5 separate regions of the Mus musculus genome follow, and all the other regions are linked to region 1. A link is a contact called in public Hi-C and promoter capture Hi-C data. All regions are on one chromosome and are shown on one strand. The core of a region is the stretch at or near the end of the contact, and the rest is flanking DNA. Distances in the headings are between cores, read along the strand shown.

What was found. Promoter capture Hi-C pulls out the DNA fragments that hold promoters and counts their contacts. Hi-C and Micro-C count contacts between places; a contact is called where the count stands out from the background.
Region 2: a contact with region 1 is called in a Hi-C map of erythroblasts, with 6 times the contacts expected there. The contact joins the promoter of Map1lc3b here to the promoter of Gins2 in region 1. A contact is called at or near these places in 7 of 39 promoter capture datasets (the 3T3-L1 cell line, embryonic stem cells, hippocampal neurons and 3 more), 4 of 484 Hi-C or Micro-C datasets (CD4 T cells, CD8 T cells, effector CD8 T cells and 1 more) and 6 of 115 datasets of contacts at active chromatin or transcription factors (cardiomyocytes, embryonic forebrain, embryonic stem cells and 3 more).
Region 3: a contact with region 1 is called in a promoter capture Hi-C map of embryonic stem cells, with 2.6 times the contacts expected there. The contact joins the promoter of Zfpm1 here to the promoter of Gins2 in region 1. A contact is called at or near these places in 3 of 39 promoter capture datasets (embryonic stem cells, liver and pre-B cells) and 1 of 115 datasets of contacts at active chromatin or transcription factors (large pre-B cells).
Region 4: a promoter capture Hi-C map of pre-B cells shows a contact between it and region 1, with 3 times the contacts expected there. The contact joins the promoter of Piezo1 here to the promoter of Gins2 in region 1. A contact is called at or near these places in 4 of 39 promoter capture datasets (the C10 cell line, liver and pre-B cells) and 3 of 115 datasets of contacts at active chromatin or transcription factors (embryonic stem cells and stem cell-derived neural progenitor cells).
Region 5: a Hi-C map of CD8 T cells shows a contact between it and region 1, with 4 times the contacts expected there. The contact joins the promoter of Dnaaf1 here to the promoter of Gins2 in region 1. A contact is called at or near these places in 2 of 39 promoter capture datasets (liver and pre-B cells) and 1 of 484 Hi-C or Micro-C datasets (CD8 T cells).

What each region holds. Positions count from the first base shown.
Region 1 is chr8:120,587,809-120,590,508 of GRCm38.p6, reverse strand. It overlaps Gins2 (GINS complex subunit 2 (Psf2 homolog)), which reads left to right and starts at 1,434. Exons shown (of 5, transcript NM_178856.1): 1 at 1,434-1,583; 2 at 1,670-1,784. The coding sequence starts at 1,494. Gm10614 (a long non-coding RNA gene) reads right to left here and starts at 1,332. Exons shown (of 4, transcript XR_003947476.1): 1 at 455-1,332.
Region 2 is chr8:121,589,137-121,591,836 of GRCm38.p6, reverse strand. It overlaps Map1lc3b (microtubule-associated protein 1 light chain 3 beta), which reads right to left and starts at 1,399. Exons shown (of 4, transcript NM_026160.5): 1 at 1,273-1,399. The coding sequence starts at 1,312.
Region 3 is chr8:122,280,805-122,283,504 of GRCm38.p6, reverse strand. Zfpm1 (zinc finger protein, multitype 1) reads right to left here and starts at 1,364. Exons shown (of 10, transcript NM_009569.4): 1 at 983-1,364. The coding sequence starts at 1,022. All of the region lies in intron 1 of Gm39269 (a long non-coding RNA gene), which reads left to right. RefSeq lists an enhancer at 507-750.
Region 4 is chr8:122,549,960-122,552,659 of GRCm38.p6, reverse strand. Piezo1 (piezo-type mechanosensitive ion channel component 1) reads left to right here and starts at 1,331. Exons shown (of 51, transcript NM_001357349.1): 1 at 1,331-1,685. The coding sequence starts at 1,622.
Region 5 is chr8:119,573,982-119,576,681 of GRCm38.p6, reverse strand. Dnaaf1 (dynein, axonemal assembly factor 1) reads right to left here and starts at 1,447. Exons shown (of 12, transcript NM_026648.4): 1 at 1,215-1,447. The coding sequence starts at 1,320. It overlaps Hsdl1 (hydroxysteroid dehydrogenase like 1), which reads left to right and starts at 1,507. Exons shown (of 5, transcript NM_175185.5): 1 at 1,507-1,590.

The DNA.
Region 1 (2,700 bases), core at 185-2,684:
GGAAGTGTAAGCCGAATAAACCCTTTCCTCCCCAACTTGCTTCTTGGCCATGATGTTTGTGCAGGAATAGAAACCCTGACTAAGACAGGGGGTAACCCCTCTATTAGAGTACGCCCCTATCCTTGCATATCTTTATTTTTGAGATAGGAAATGCTGAGTGACTCAGGCTGTCCCTAGCTGGTGATCCTTCTTGCTTCCACCTATGGAATACTAAGATTACACCTCACCTCAGCGCCCAGTGGTGAGGGTTTCACACTCAGATCCAGCCCCTCTTGTCCTTACCAGTTGTAGGTGACCTATTCCTCCCCAGGAGCTACCCTGGTCTGCTGGCACCCTGCCAGAGTCACCCTGATTATAATGCCTATTAATAGTTCAGCTGTCCTCACAAGACTCCTGATTCAAAATGCCCCTGTGGGGCCATATTAATGCAAGGACTCTAGGGCTGTTGGCTTACCAAGGCACTCTGTACAGAAGGCTTGAGGGCATCAGGCTCCAGGGTATAGCTCAGTGGAAGAGGCTGTGCTTATCATTTTTGAGGACCGGGGTTCCATCTTCACAATTGCAATAACAACAATAATAAAAGAATGATAATACGTGTGCAAACTTGTCCCTGTAGTCTCACCTGAGGTTTGGTTTGCCAAAGTTCTGATTCTGGGCTCTGTCTCGAAGGATCTGCATGGAGCAGATAGGGGAGGCGCATTTTCATTGCTTTTAAACCATCTGTAGAAAGGGCAAAGACTAAAATTAAAGGGAAAACACTTCCTTCGATATGGCGTCTGTGTGGACCAGCCAGCCATGTCCGGGGACCCGGAGCTGACTTTGAGATGAATGCGTTTATTCCTGGATCTGTGTTTCGCGCAGGTGAAAACTCGGCTCCAAACCTTTACCCTCAAAGAGTGGAATCAGGCGAGGGACTCAGCCTGCTGCAGGACGCAAAGGAGCAAGAAGCCATAAGTACACAGCCTCCAGCTCGTGGACAGAAGGGGGCGGGCGCAGGAGGGGCGAGGCCGAACGAAGGAGGGGCGGGAGCAAGAGGCGGGGCTGTACAGACCCGACCCAAACGAGGTAGGTGCGGGGCCGTGAGCGTGGTAGGCGGGCAAGAGGCGGAGTCGAGGCAGACCCGGAGACCAATGAAAAAAAGCGGACGGGCCAGAGGCGGGGCCTAGAGAGGGTAGTGACGTAGTAGGGCGGGGCCGTCAGGGCTGTAACTCGCTGGATCAGGATTCAGGAAGCGTGGAGCCCAAGTACTGGAAAGGGCATCGGTAGGCCTTAGAGGGGCGGGGCCGGCGTACAGCTCCGCCTACAGACCAATCCGCGAGTTTGTACTAGCTGTGACTTGGAGGCTGCGAAGAGAGCAACGTCTCTATAGGGCCGCCGCAGGACGTCTTCCGTTCGAGGGGCGGGCCCCGCGCGGTGGCGGGAAAGAAGTGCCTGAGGCGCTGCCTCTGAGTCGCGGAGGGGCGGTAACGGGCCTGGGCCGCCTACTCTTCAACATGGATGCGGCCGAGGTGGAGTTTTTGGCCGAAAAGGAGTTGGTGACTATCATCCCGAACTTCAGTCTGGACAAGATCTACCTGATCGGGGTGAGCCAGGGCGGTACGGGGCGGCGGCCTGGGATCATGCTCGGGTCACCGCTCCTTTCCACCTGGGGTCTGCGTTGTCCTTGCAGGGGGACCTGGGGCCCTTCAACCCCGGCTTACCCGTGGACGTGCCCCTGTGGCTGGCCATTAACCTGAAACAGAGACAGAAGTGCCGCCTGTTACCTCCGGAATGGATGGATGTGGGTGAGCATTCCCGGGCCCGGGTGGGCGGGCTTGTACGGGGAGGGGGCTGTAGTGATGGCGCACGCCTGTAGTCCCAGCACTCTTTAGAGGCGGTAGAGGCAGGAAGATCTCTGAGTTTGAAGCCAGCTTGGTCCACAGAGGGAGGTGCAGGACAAACAGCCAGGACTACACAGTGAAACCCTGTCTGGGGGTGGGGTGGTGTCCTAGTCAGGGTTTCTATTCCTGCACAAACATCATGACCAACAAGCAAGTTGGGGAGGAAACGGTTTATTTGGCTTACACTTCCATCACCAAGGAAGTCAGGACTGGAACTCAAGCAGGTCAGGAAGCAGGAGCTGATGCAGAGGCCATGGAGGGATGTTCTTGACTGGCTTGCCTCCCCTGGTTTGCTCAGCCTGCTCTCTTATAGAACCCAGGATTATCAGCCCAGAGATGGCACCACCCACAAGGGGCCTTTCCCCCTTGATCACTAATTGAGAAAATGCCTTACAGCTGGATCTCATGGAGGCATGTCCTCAAGGGAGGCTCCTTTCTCTGTGATAACTCCAGCTGTGTCAAGTTGACACAAAACTAGCCAGTACAGGTAGGGATTGGGGAACAGAGATGCAACCTTAAACAAGTTTTGTTTTTGTTTGTCTTTTTTTGTTTCTCTGTGTAGCCCTGGCTGTCCTGGAACTCACTCTGTAGACCAGGCTGGCCTCGAACTCAGAAATCCGCCTGCCTCTGCCTCCCAAGTGCTGGGATTAAAGGCGTGCGCCACCACTGTCTGGTGACTCTGATAGTCTTGAAACTGGGACCCCAGTTTCTGTGCCTTGAGGGGCATCTTTAGCACCCCTGTCCCCCAAAGCCTGAGTCCATTTCCCAGTGTCTGCTGGCCAGGGTTGGGGAGCAGGGGAACAGACTTCTATTGCCTTTG
Region 2 (2,700 bases), core at 150-2,649, 1.0 Mb before region 1:
GCCTTCACAGGGATGGGAATTCTCCCCGGGGCTATTTATTTAGGCTGAGCAAACAAGCTTTCCTGCGGATACACACCCAGTAACCTGGAGTTTAGGACCGTTTTGGGGGTGGGGAAGCAAACACTGGATCACCCCAGAAAAACTCAGTGGAACCACTTGAGAAGCCTGAAATCACGTGATCAGTTCTAAACTTGGGAAATTGGGCGCGTCCTTCTAAGAATCTGCAAGCCTACACGGGCCTCCTGGCTGCCAGTCTCCTTCCTTACAGCACTGGGGATGATCGCTGCTTACTGGAAGTGTAAGAATTTATAACAGAAAGCTAATGGGACTCTGCCACTAGGCGGACCCTGAGCTTCACCGCCCTAAGCCCCACCCAGGTGCTTCAGCTACAAAGGGTCGGTTTGGGGTGAGCCCTACCTAAATCCATCCACCTTGTAAACATTCCCGCAGTCTGGATAGTGGAAACTCTAGAGCTCCAACCTAAATCCCTCCAAACTCACTGGAAAGGAGCAAGACCGGTCCTGGCCTCCTCAAAGGGGCCGCTTTGAACATCTGTGTGGGGAACCTCTCAACTGTCAGTGCCCACCAGTTTAGGTCCAATAAAGTCAAAAAGCAAAGGAAAGCCGCAGCAATCGGATGCCCGCGCTTTCTTCAGAATAGCTGGGTTAGGGAGAGAGGGAAGGCAATCTAGAGAAAAACAATCGCAAGCCAGATGGAGCTTCGGAGAGATTACCCCCGGCCACTCTGGGGACCCGCGTCAGAGCTAATGTTTGTGCACGGCTCATTTTCCCCAACCCACACTCCTTTCTTGAGGGCTGTTCCAGAATAACTTAAGATCAGTACAAGCAAACAAAACAAAACAGCTGTTAAGTTTCCGTTATGAGACAAAGGCCACCCCCCCCTCCACACACACACATATGCCCAAGACGACTTCGGGTGCAAAGGCGGCTGGGTGCTGCTCCGAGGCTTGCGGGGCGCCCGGACCTGGGGCCCACGAAGGACACAGCCAAGCGCGCAGAGCCTGCGGTACCCTACGCCACCGGGGTCGGGCCTCCAGTCCCGCAGGGGACGCCGAGCCCATCGGCGACCGACGGCCAAGGCGACGCTGAGCACCCGAGCTACCCCGGAGACCGAACCCCCCCGAGACCAATATCCCACTGGCTGCGTCGCTCCGGGCCCCGCCGGGTCTCGGCCCCGCAAGACACCACCGGCGTCCGGGCATTCAGCGCTCCCGGCACCCGGATCTCCCATCCCCGGGCCCGCGGGGCTCACCAAAGCTCCGGCGCTGCTTGAAGGTCTTCTCGGACGGCATGGCGCGCGGGGGTCCCGAGCCAGACGATCTGACTCCGGCGACGATCACTTCCCTTGTGTGTGTCTCAGTCCGCAGCCGAGTCAGGTGACTCGCGGCGCGTCACCGAGGGTGGGGCCGAGGGCGGCCCCCGAGAGCGGCCATGACAGGCGTGGCGGAAGCTCGGCGGCGCGCAAGCGTGCACGCGCCCAAGCCATGCGCCTGCGCCTACGCCAGCTACGCTGGGCGCTCGCTGGGCACACGCTGGGCGAGCATCTGTTAACTGTCTGCGTGGGTCGGGCGCTGGTGCGATGGAGTCCTGCAGACTTCATTCCCCTTCAGTCCTTGCATGATCCAGCTGGTGGTCCAATGTCCGCTCCCTTGCCGCTGTATTTGATATTCCTAAATTCTACCCACCCCCAACCCAAATAACAAAAAACTGACTTGTGGTCTTGCCTGCTAAATCTTTACGATTATGGAGACGTCTGGAGACTTATGGTTGGATCTGATCTTGTGGCTCTTCCCCTGCGAGTCTTGTGCTGCCATAAACACAAGTATTTACTCCTAAGTCGAAGTCGCAGAGAAGCAAGGTCTTAGGGACTACAGACTTGTCACTGGAGGGCAAGATCAATGACTTGTTCCAGCAAAAAGAAAGACGATGACAACACCTGCTGTGCAACCTGTCCACTCTCTCTTCCCATAAAAGCCCTTTTATGTGTCTGAGCTTGCTGAGCATGGAATTTGAGGGGCATGGCTCACCTATCTTTCCAGGGTGCTAGCCCATGTGTGCCCTCATTTCCTTACTACCACCTATCACGTTTTTTGTTTTTTTAGATTTTTTTGGTTGGTGAGCAATCAGACTGTGTCCAGGAACTGCAGCAGAGGCCTGATCCCGACAGGATCCACCTTGGAAAGCCACAGAGCACAGTTCTGTCCCAAGAGCTTTATCTCAGCTGTCCCTTCTCAGACAGATCCTTCTACCTCAGGTGACCCCAGGGTGGCTTTATCACAGGCATGTCCTCACTTTGACTCCTGCTGAGCCTGGGCCTGATTACAGGCTAGGACAGGTTTCAGTCTCCTCAGGCCAGGCCAATGGTCAGTCAGCCACGGTTTAGCACTTTCTCTGGGCCTCAAGCTACTTCCTATCTTCAGTTTGTAGGAGCAGGTGACAGACAGGTCTAGAGTGTGGAGCAGCCACCTCACCCCCATCCCACCCCCAGTGATGCCACATCTGAGCCAGCCTTGTGACCCTGCAGACCTACCACCTGACACTGTACTATCCCTACAGCCCAGACTTCCTCCTTTAAATGGAAATAACCTTCTTCAAGTGCTGTTTGTCCAAGGGATCTTCTACATCTCTGTGACCGGGAAAAGCTGAAAACACATTATGGAGTGAAATCCTGAGGGCTGGT
Region 3 (2,700 bases), core at 115-2,614, 1.7 Mb before region 1:
AGCTCTTCCTGTGTGCTTACTCGCTCCTAGAGCAGCCAAGAGGCCCCGCAACCTGGTAGCCCCAAGAGCCCAGGAGGGTCTTACTGTAGGGGGGCACGGATGATGTAGGATTATAGGGTCTGCCTTGCTCGGGAAAGTGCCCACGGGAGAACCTGCGAGAAACTTCACTCGGGAACAACGTTTGAGTGCCTGAGGTCCCTGGATGGTTCAGGATAACCCCTCGGATGGAGGTGGAGAGAGCGGTGCCCATGGGCATCCATTCGTGTAGCGTTGTTAGGGGCAGTTGGTGGGTCGGATCTCCACATGTCCCCCAGCAGGCAGAGGTCGGATCGAAAACTCCAGAGCCGGAGCGGATAAAGGGGGTTTGGTCAGCCAGTGCCAAATGCCTAGGTTGGAGCAGCCTCCACTACCTATTCCGCTGCCTTGTCGCTCTGCAGCCAAAGCGCTGCGGTGGGCGCCGGCCGGTCCCCGCAGTCCCAAGTCCCCCTTACTCCCAGGTCTTTCTCCTTCTGCCTCTAGATACAAAGCCTGGGAGAGTCAAGCACGCCAGATAAGATCACAATTTCAGCCCGTCCCGACAGAGCGATCTTATCAGGATGGGACTTGCAGAATGGAATATTTTAAACTTTATCTGAGCCCAGATCGGGGCCGCCCTATCGCCGCACCATCTCGGATGCGGGGGAGGTGCAGGCTGCGAGGTGGCCCGGCTCTGCTGGAGCCGCGCCCCCAGACACTCTCCTTCCGGCTCTCGGGACCCGCCACCCTCTCTGGGGCCCGGACCCCCTGGGTGCCCATGCTGAGACGCGGGGGCCCTGCCCGCCGGCAGAGATTAGATTACGGCGCGCTTGGCACTCGGCGCGGGGGGCGCGGCGCGGGGTGAAGGTCGCGGGCGCAGCGGGGTTGGGCGGCCGCGCAGGGGCGGCGCGGGGCGGCGGGGCGCCAGCGGGGGTCTGGCGGGCACCACGGGCAAAGTTTGACTCACGCTTGATCTGCCGGGGATTGCTCTGTTTCCTCCTGGACATGTCTCCGGCGCCGCGCGCCCTCGCGGCGGCCGCCTCTAGCCCCTGGCGGGCGGCGGCGGGCGGCAGGGGCGCGGCGGGGTAGCGGGGCGGCTCATGCCCCCGGCCCGCGGGCTCCACGGCTGCCTCGGCCCGCGCCCCCAGCCCGCCGCGCCGCGCGTGGGCCGCCGGCGCCGCCGCGGAGGCCCGAGGCCACGGCCCTGCGCTCGGGCGCGCGGACTGCCCGGCGGGCGGCGGGCTGGTGGCGGCTTCTCTGCTCCGGCGCAGACGCCGCCGCCGCCGCCGCTCAGCTTTTCTCAATGGAACCTGCGAGCCGCGAGCGGCGAACCGGCGGCCGCCGCCAGGGCGCTCCCCGCAGGCTGGCCAGGCGGGCGGGGCCTTCGCGTAGCTGGCGGCGGGCCCCGCCTCTCGCCACGCCCCGGACCGTCCTCCGCGGTAGCGCCTTCCCACCCGTGCTGACCCCGCCCTCAGGCCGTCCTTCCCACTGGCCCCGCCCCAAACTAGCGCTCGTCTTTTCTCTGCTTGCACCGACTTCCGCGTACTCACCCAGCCTGGGCCGGGCCTTCTGTCCTCGCGCTGGCTCCACCCCTCATCTGTGCTCCTCGCGCTGACCCCGCCCTTCAGCCGATTCTTCCCACATTGGTCCCGCCCTTCGGCCGTCCCTCCTCGCGTTGACCCCGCCCCTCAGCCGTCCTCCTCACATTGACCCCCGCTCCTCAGCCGTCCTCCTTTCGTCGACCCTGTCCCTCAGCAACCTTATTACCCTGATCCCGCCTATCAGTTGTCCTCCCCACGTTGTCCCTGCCCCTGCCCCGCCCTCACAGTGACCCTGCTCCTCAGCTACACTCTCTTGTTGACTCCCTTTGCTCGTCCTCCTCACAAGAGCACAGCCTCAGCTGTCCTCAAACTGATCCCGCCCCTTTACTAGTCCTTCCCACGGGCTCCGCCCCTGTATTCCTTGCCACCCTGCTGGCCACGCCCACAACCCGCCCTTCCAGGTGCTGGCTCCGCCCACGTCTCCTCCTTCTTTGCCTTCGCCACGCCTCCGTAGGCCCGCCTTCTCCCTGGCCCCGCCTCTGCTCCGTAGTCCTTCGCACAGGCCTGGTCCTTCCCCGCCCCCAACACAGGCCTTGCCCACGTCTGTCCAATCCTCAGCTTTGTCCTCACCTCCTCCGGGCTGGCCCCTGGGCTGGCCCCAGGTCGCGCCGGCCTTGTCCCGAATTCCCACCCTCGTTTCTAGATAGACCTCTAGCCTTCTTAGTTAGTTGTAGTTTCCTGAGGTTATGTCCGCAGGCCTATTTAGGACTTGGAGACCTGTTCTGCCCCTTGGAGACCTGTGCAGCAGCCCCGCGGCACAGGCCCCTAGCTTGTCTGGCCCTGCCCCTCCGCTCTGGAGCTCCGCCCCCATGGCTTAAGTTGTGCTGCCCCTTGAAGCTGTGCCTTTCAGGGAGCCAGCAGTGGGGTCTGGATGCCCGAGGCCTGGACACTAAATTTTTGCTGGACTTTGAAAGTTGACAGAGACTCTGATCCAGAAGGAAGCTTCAGTATGAGATTTGCAGCTTCCGATGACTGTGGGTAGCCTCAAGTGGTTCAGTCTTATGCCTAATTGGAGGGGAGGGGAGGGAACCTCAGGTTTTTCCTTCTTGAACTCAGACCTGCCCGGAAATCCGGGAGGAGCCAG
Region 4 (2,700 bases), core at 82-2,581, 2.0 Mb before region 1:
TATAATTTTGCTACTTCTTTTTTTTTTTTTTTTTTTTTTTTGAGACAGGGTTTCTCTGTGTAGCCCTGGCTGTCCTGGAACTCACTTTGTAGACCAGGCTGGCCTCGAACTCAGAAATCTGCCTGCCTCTGCCTCCCGAGGGCTGGGATTAAAGGCCACGCCCGGCCTATAATTTTGCTACTCTTATGAATCATAATGTAAATAGCTGTTATGTAGGATATCTATTATGCAACCCCTATGAAAGGGTCGTTCAAGGCCCATAGCTGTCACGACCCACAGGTTGAGAACTGCTGCTCAAGGAGCAGGTCTGAATGAATTTCTGAACCTTCCCGTGTCTTAGCAGCACCCCTTCAGAGTCAGACTAGAGGTGAGTCTTGGAGACCAAGCTAGGCAGTTTAAATACTATATGTCCAGGGAAAGCCTGCATTTCTGGTGGTTCTGGAAAATTGAAGGTTCTGAAGTGTGATTGACTTTAGCCTGCTGGTGCCTTGAGGCTCAAAAGGGTCACATCATCACCGCTCCCGGTTAAGCCTCTGCCCCTAATGCTACTCATTTCCCAGTGCATCCTGAACTTGGTCCAACTGTGCCGTTCTTGACCCCTTTTCATTTCGTCTTTCCTATCCACCTTAATACGGAAGACTGAGCCAAACCAAGGCGGCTTGGGTGAGGTACCGGGCACGTGCCGGACTCAGACCTTGTCTGGCCACCAATGGGACAGCAGGTGCTCTGTCAGCTTTTGCTACTGTCTGTAGCACACTGACTAAAGCCAAGCCACACAGTGGGGGCAGGTGTGACTGGAAGCAGTCCCAAAGCCCCAACGCAGACCACAGTGGGATGCAGCTGTCTGATGCCACAGCAGTAAGGTGTCTCTCCACCCCAACCACCAAGGCCTAGCCAGCGTGGCCGCCAGTGCCACAGTTAGGGACTCTGACAGCCCCCAGAGGGCGCTGCGCCATCACGGCTTGGGGAACAAAGCGAAAGTTGCTCCAACCACGAGGGGCGCAGTTGCGCGTGGGTACTAAGTGGGTCAGGTCTTTGGGAGTCTTCTTGTATTGCCCCCACCCCGGGTCCCAGGCCCCGGAGCCCCAGGGAGAAGCGCCCCACGGGCACAGTGCGAGTAACTGCGCTGGGCTGAAGGAGGGTTTGGGGGGCGCGCGGGTCGAGGTCTCCGGGTCACCGGCACCAGCCAGGCTAGTAGGGCCGGCGCTCGAGCAGACTGCGCTGGGCAGCGAGGGGGTGCCTGGGCGCGCCTGGCCGTCGGGGGAAGCGCGGAGGCGGGCACTCCAGGGAGGGCGGGGGCCGAGCTTATAAAGGCCCGCAGGCGGGAGCAGGGAGAGAGCCGCCGCGTCGCCGTCCGGCCCAGCTCGGCCTCCACGAGCCGCCGTGAGTTCCGAGCCGGGCGGGCTGACAACCCAGCGTGCGCGGGATCCGGCCGTCGGGAACCAGAGGGCGCGGCCGGGCCGGCCGGCGACCCGAGATCGAGGCCGGCGGGAGGTCACAGCAGCCGCGCGCCGCACGTGCGGAGACCCGCCCAGAGTGCCATGGCGCGCGGTTCCTCCGGCCCTCGCACCTCCCTTTAGCCACGGCGGCGCGACCCCGGGCGGTCCCCCGGCCGCGGGGCATGGAGCCGCACGTGCTGGGCGCCGGGCTCTACTGGCTGTTGCTGCCCTGCACGCTCCTGGCGGGTGAGTGGAGGGCGCGGGCGGGAAGGCTGCGTCCGCGTCCCCCTGCGCCGCGCCGCCCCGGCGGGCGAGCATAGGCGAGGAGATTCCGCGGGACTCGCGGCCCAGGGCGCTCGCATTCCAGAGGCGTGAGCGCGCTGGCGGCCTCGGCGGGCCCGGCCCGGGCACCGAGTGGAAAGCACGGCAGGCAACGGCGAGGCGCGGGTCCGCGAGAGCCCCAGATAGCGCTGGGCGTCTCCACGCGGGCTGGGAGGAGAGGCCCGGGCAAGGGGCTGTTAGTGTCTGAGCTGTGAGGGGAGCGCGACTTTCTATTCTCTTTCGTAGTTAAGAAAAAAGAAAGAAAGAAAGAAAAAAATCAAACTTGCATCATGACTTCCTGACCAATCTGGGAGAAGGTGGCGTTCTGCCTGGAGCTTTTCAAGTCAGAAATTTCCTACCAGAACTAATGTTCCAGCCCTAGGCGCAGTTCTTAGTCTCAGTTCCGAGGTTGTCTGTCCAATGCTAAGCTCCTGTCTTCCTTGTGCCCTACTTGGTTACCTTCCAGAGGGACTGGGGCACAGGGCGCCCCAGGAGGCTCTGCCTGATGTCAGAACTGGAGATCCCCTACCTTGGCATACGTCCCTTTCTTGCAAAGAGCTTCTCTCTTTTGGTGTCATAGGTGCTGGGCTCCATTGCCGCCCTCCCAGCCTCACCCAGGGCACCTTGCCCAGCTGCTCACCCCCTTACACCTCCTGAAGCAGTCAGCACCCCTCCACATGTGACCTTCCTCGGGGTCTGATTAAATTAGCCCACAGAGAGTCAGTGTACCCACTGTGAAAGTTGGTCTGCCTCGTGGAAGTCCATCTGTTGGAGGTGGGGGGGTTGTGCGTGATTCCCTCCATCTCTCCACGGACACTGCTTGTGCACCCTGTTTCAGGAACAGGCTCCGGGGGGTGTCAGGCAACCCGGGCAATGACTTCCACACAGGCCAAGTTTTGATTTGTAGGACCAAAATGTGGTGAGACCGGGGTGGGGGGGT
Region 5 (2,700 bases), core at 198-2,697, 1.0 Mb after region 1:
CCAGTCGATCTGATGCCCTATTCTGGCCTCCTTGGGCACCCACACACGTCAGAAACCAGACCCTCAGAAAACAGCAAGATAAGTAGAGTTGTACTTAAATCTAATTCTAGTTTAGATGTTTCTGTTAAAATCTGCTCAACAGAACAGAAGTTCATCAAGCCCCCCCCCTCTCTCTTTCTAAAAAGATTTATTTTATTTATATGAGTACATTGTATCTGTCTTCAGACCCACCAGAAGAGGCCATGGATCCTATTATAGTTGTGAACCACCACGTGGTTGCAGGGAATTGAACTCAGGACGTTTGGAAGAGCAGTCAGTGTTCTTAACCGCTGAGCCAACTTTCCAGCCCGCAAGCCCATTTCTCTTACCAGGGACAGCAGAAGGGCAGCTCTGGGACAGGGCAAGAGCTCTGTCTCTCCCCACTTTGGTTCAGAGATAACTGTGATGCAGTTTGCTGTGTAAATCTCCCCCCTACCCCTTTTGCCAGGTGTGAGCACCTACAGTTCCCACTCCTGTAAACGTGTTTAATTGCTCAAAGTGTAACTTAGGGGCGGCAACATAAAAACAACTCACTGATAAAAGCACACACAAGAACAGGGTGTGATCAGTTTGATCGCTCAAACCTGTGTAAAAGAAGCAAGCTTTGTTCTGGGCTGGTCTCTCCTTGGATGTTAGAACCCTGTGCACACTATTAAATATGAAAGACATTTTCCAGGGCCTGGAGAGATGGCTCAGCGGGTAAGAGTACTGACTGCTCTACAGAAGGTTCCGAGAGTTCAAGTCCCAGCAATCACATGGTTGATCTTAACCTCTGCATGTATGTACTTCTGAGATTCAAACTCAGGTCTGGAGGATTGTGTTGCAAGCACTTTTACCCTGCAAGGCGCCTCTAGAAGCCTTAGATAAATGTAACGTCAAGAGCTGATGAACTCTCTGTACTTGTGGTTTGTTGAATGACGCTGAACACTGTTTGGGAACTGTGTCTTACACTCATTGCAAACAATTCCCAGCCACAGGAAGGTATCTAATAAATTATCATGGAATAAATAATGGGTCTTCTATATGTACTGGATTGATCATATCAATAAAGGTGCTGTTCTTGTAGCTGTATGGATGGGTATGTGTGAGGGGTGCTGGTTGTCCCCAGCTGAGTGAAATGGGCATGTGTGAGGGACACGAGCCCTCGCCCCTTTGGCTTCCCAGCGCTAAGGCACCTTCTTTACGGATCCCTGGCCCCGCGTCGCCGTGATCGCCTGCCGACTCCTCCAGACTGGGCTCCGCCACGCTGTCCACCGGCGGCTCAGAGACTTCGGGGTGCATGCTCACTCCTGGCCCGACCACTCAGCCCTAATACTCTACGGTCCGCGTCGTTGGCTGTCCAACGCTTTCCCGGTCGCCGCGGCAACCAGTGCGCACGCGCAGTCAGTTACGCCGCCGAGGGCGGGCCTAGCCGAGGGGGGGCCACGGGGGAAACTGCACCCGGGCGCGTGCGCGGATCACGTGGGTAGCGGACCTGCGGTGGTGTCCCGGGGCGGCGGCCGCGCGGGCAGCGGGCGGGACGGGCTTCGGAGACCGCGCCTCTCGCTGCAGGTATTGCGCCCGCGCCCCTCACGCCCCTCGCGCCCCGCTTCCGTCCCTGGCCACGCCCCCTGGACCCCGACCCTCGGGAACGCCCTCCCCCCCGCCGCGCCCCGTAGCGGGGAACTCTGGTTCCGCGCTCTAGGCAGCCGCTCAGCTCCCTGAGCAGGTGTCCCGGGCCTGGTCCTCGGCAGGAGGCTCGCACAGGCGACACGCCCCGGGACGGCCCTTTTGTCGGTGTCTCTTTATCCTCCTTTATTCCTGGTCGCTAGGTCTAAGTAGGTTCTAAGTCTCAGGACTGATGCAGAATGGCCGCGCTGCTGAAGAAAGCGCGCAGCTTCTGCAGAGCCCGGTGGGTTTTGCAGAGTCGCTGGGCCGTGCCCGGCGCCACTGGGGAGGGATGGGACACTAGCAGGGAGTCCCTGTTCTGCTACCAGGACTCAGCCGCACCCCTGGGCGGTGACCGCAGCGGGTTCGGGTTCCCACGGGGAGTCTCAACGACCACCTGCCAGGGCTCTGGGCCGAGCCTTCGCTGAGATCCTGGGATGTCGTTGCGTCCGTTTCCTTCCTCTTGTGTAGTACACCCGGGTGCGATTGAGGAAGGGGATAAAGTGAAGCCGCGGGGACAGCGCTCTTAGCTTCTTCATAAACTCGGGTCAGTACGAATAGGGGTCGCTAGCATCGAACCCTGAGCGATGATCCTGCCTAGTGGCTCCGGTTTATTGAGGGGTGGCGGGAAGGCACTGTTGCAAATGCTTTTTATGCGTCACCTCATCGAATTCTCGTTGTAGGGGAGAAGCGTTAGCCGCTTTTTACAGGTGGTGGTGTTGTAACTTCATTCCCAAGGGTGGGATGGCTTTTTCAGAGTGACCCTAGTCATTGCTAAAATATTACAGACGCGCCATGTCCAACGTTACTTTATCAGTGGAGGGTGTGTGTGTGTGTTGGGGCGGGGGGAGTGTTGTTTATTTATGTGTGGGTGTGGAGGCTACGGGTCAGTGTCTGTCACTTGCAACCTTATTTTTCGAGAAAACGTCTCTCACAGAACTCAAGAGTTTTCTTTATGTTTGACTGACTGACTGGCCCCCAGGGTCCTCTCGTCTGCTCCTTTCTTCCCAATAC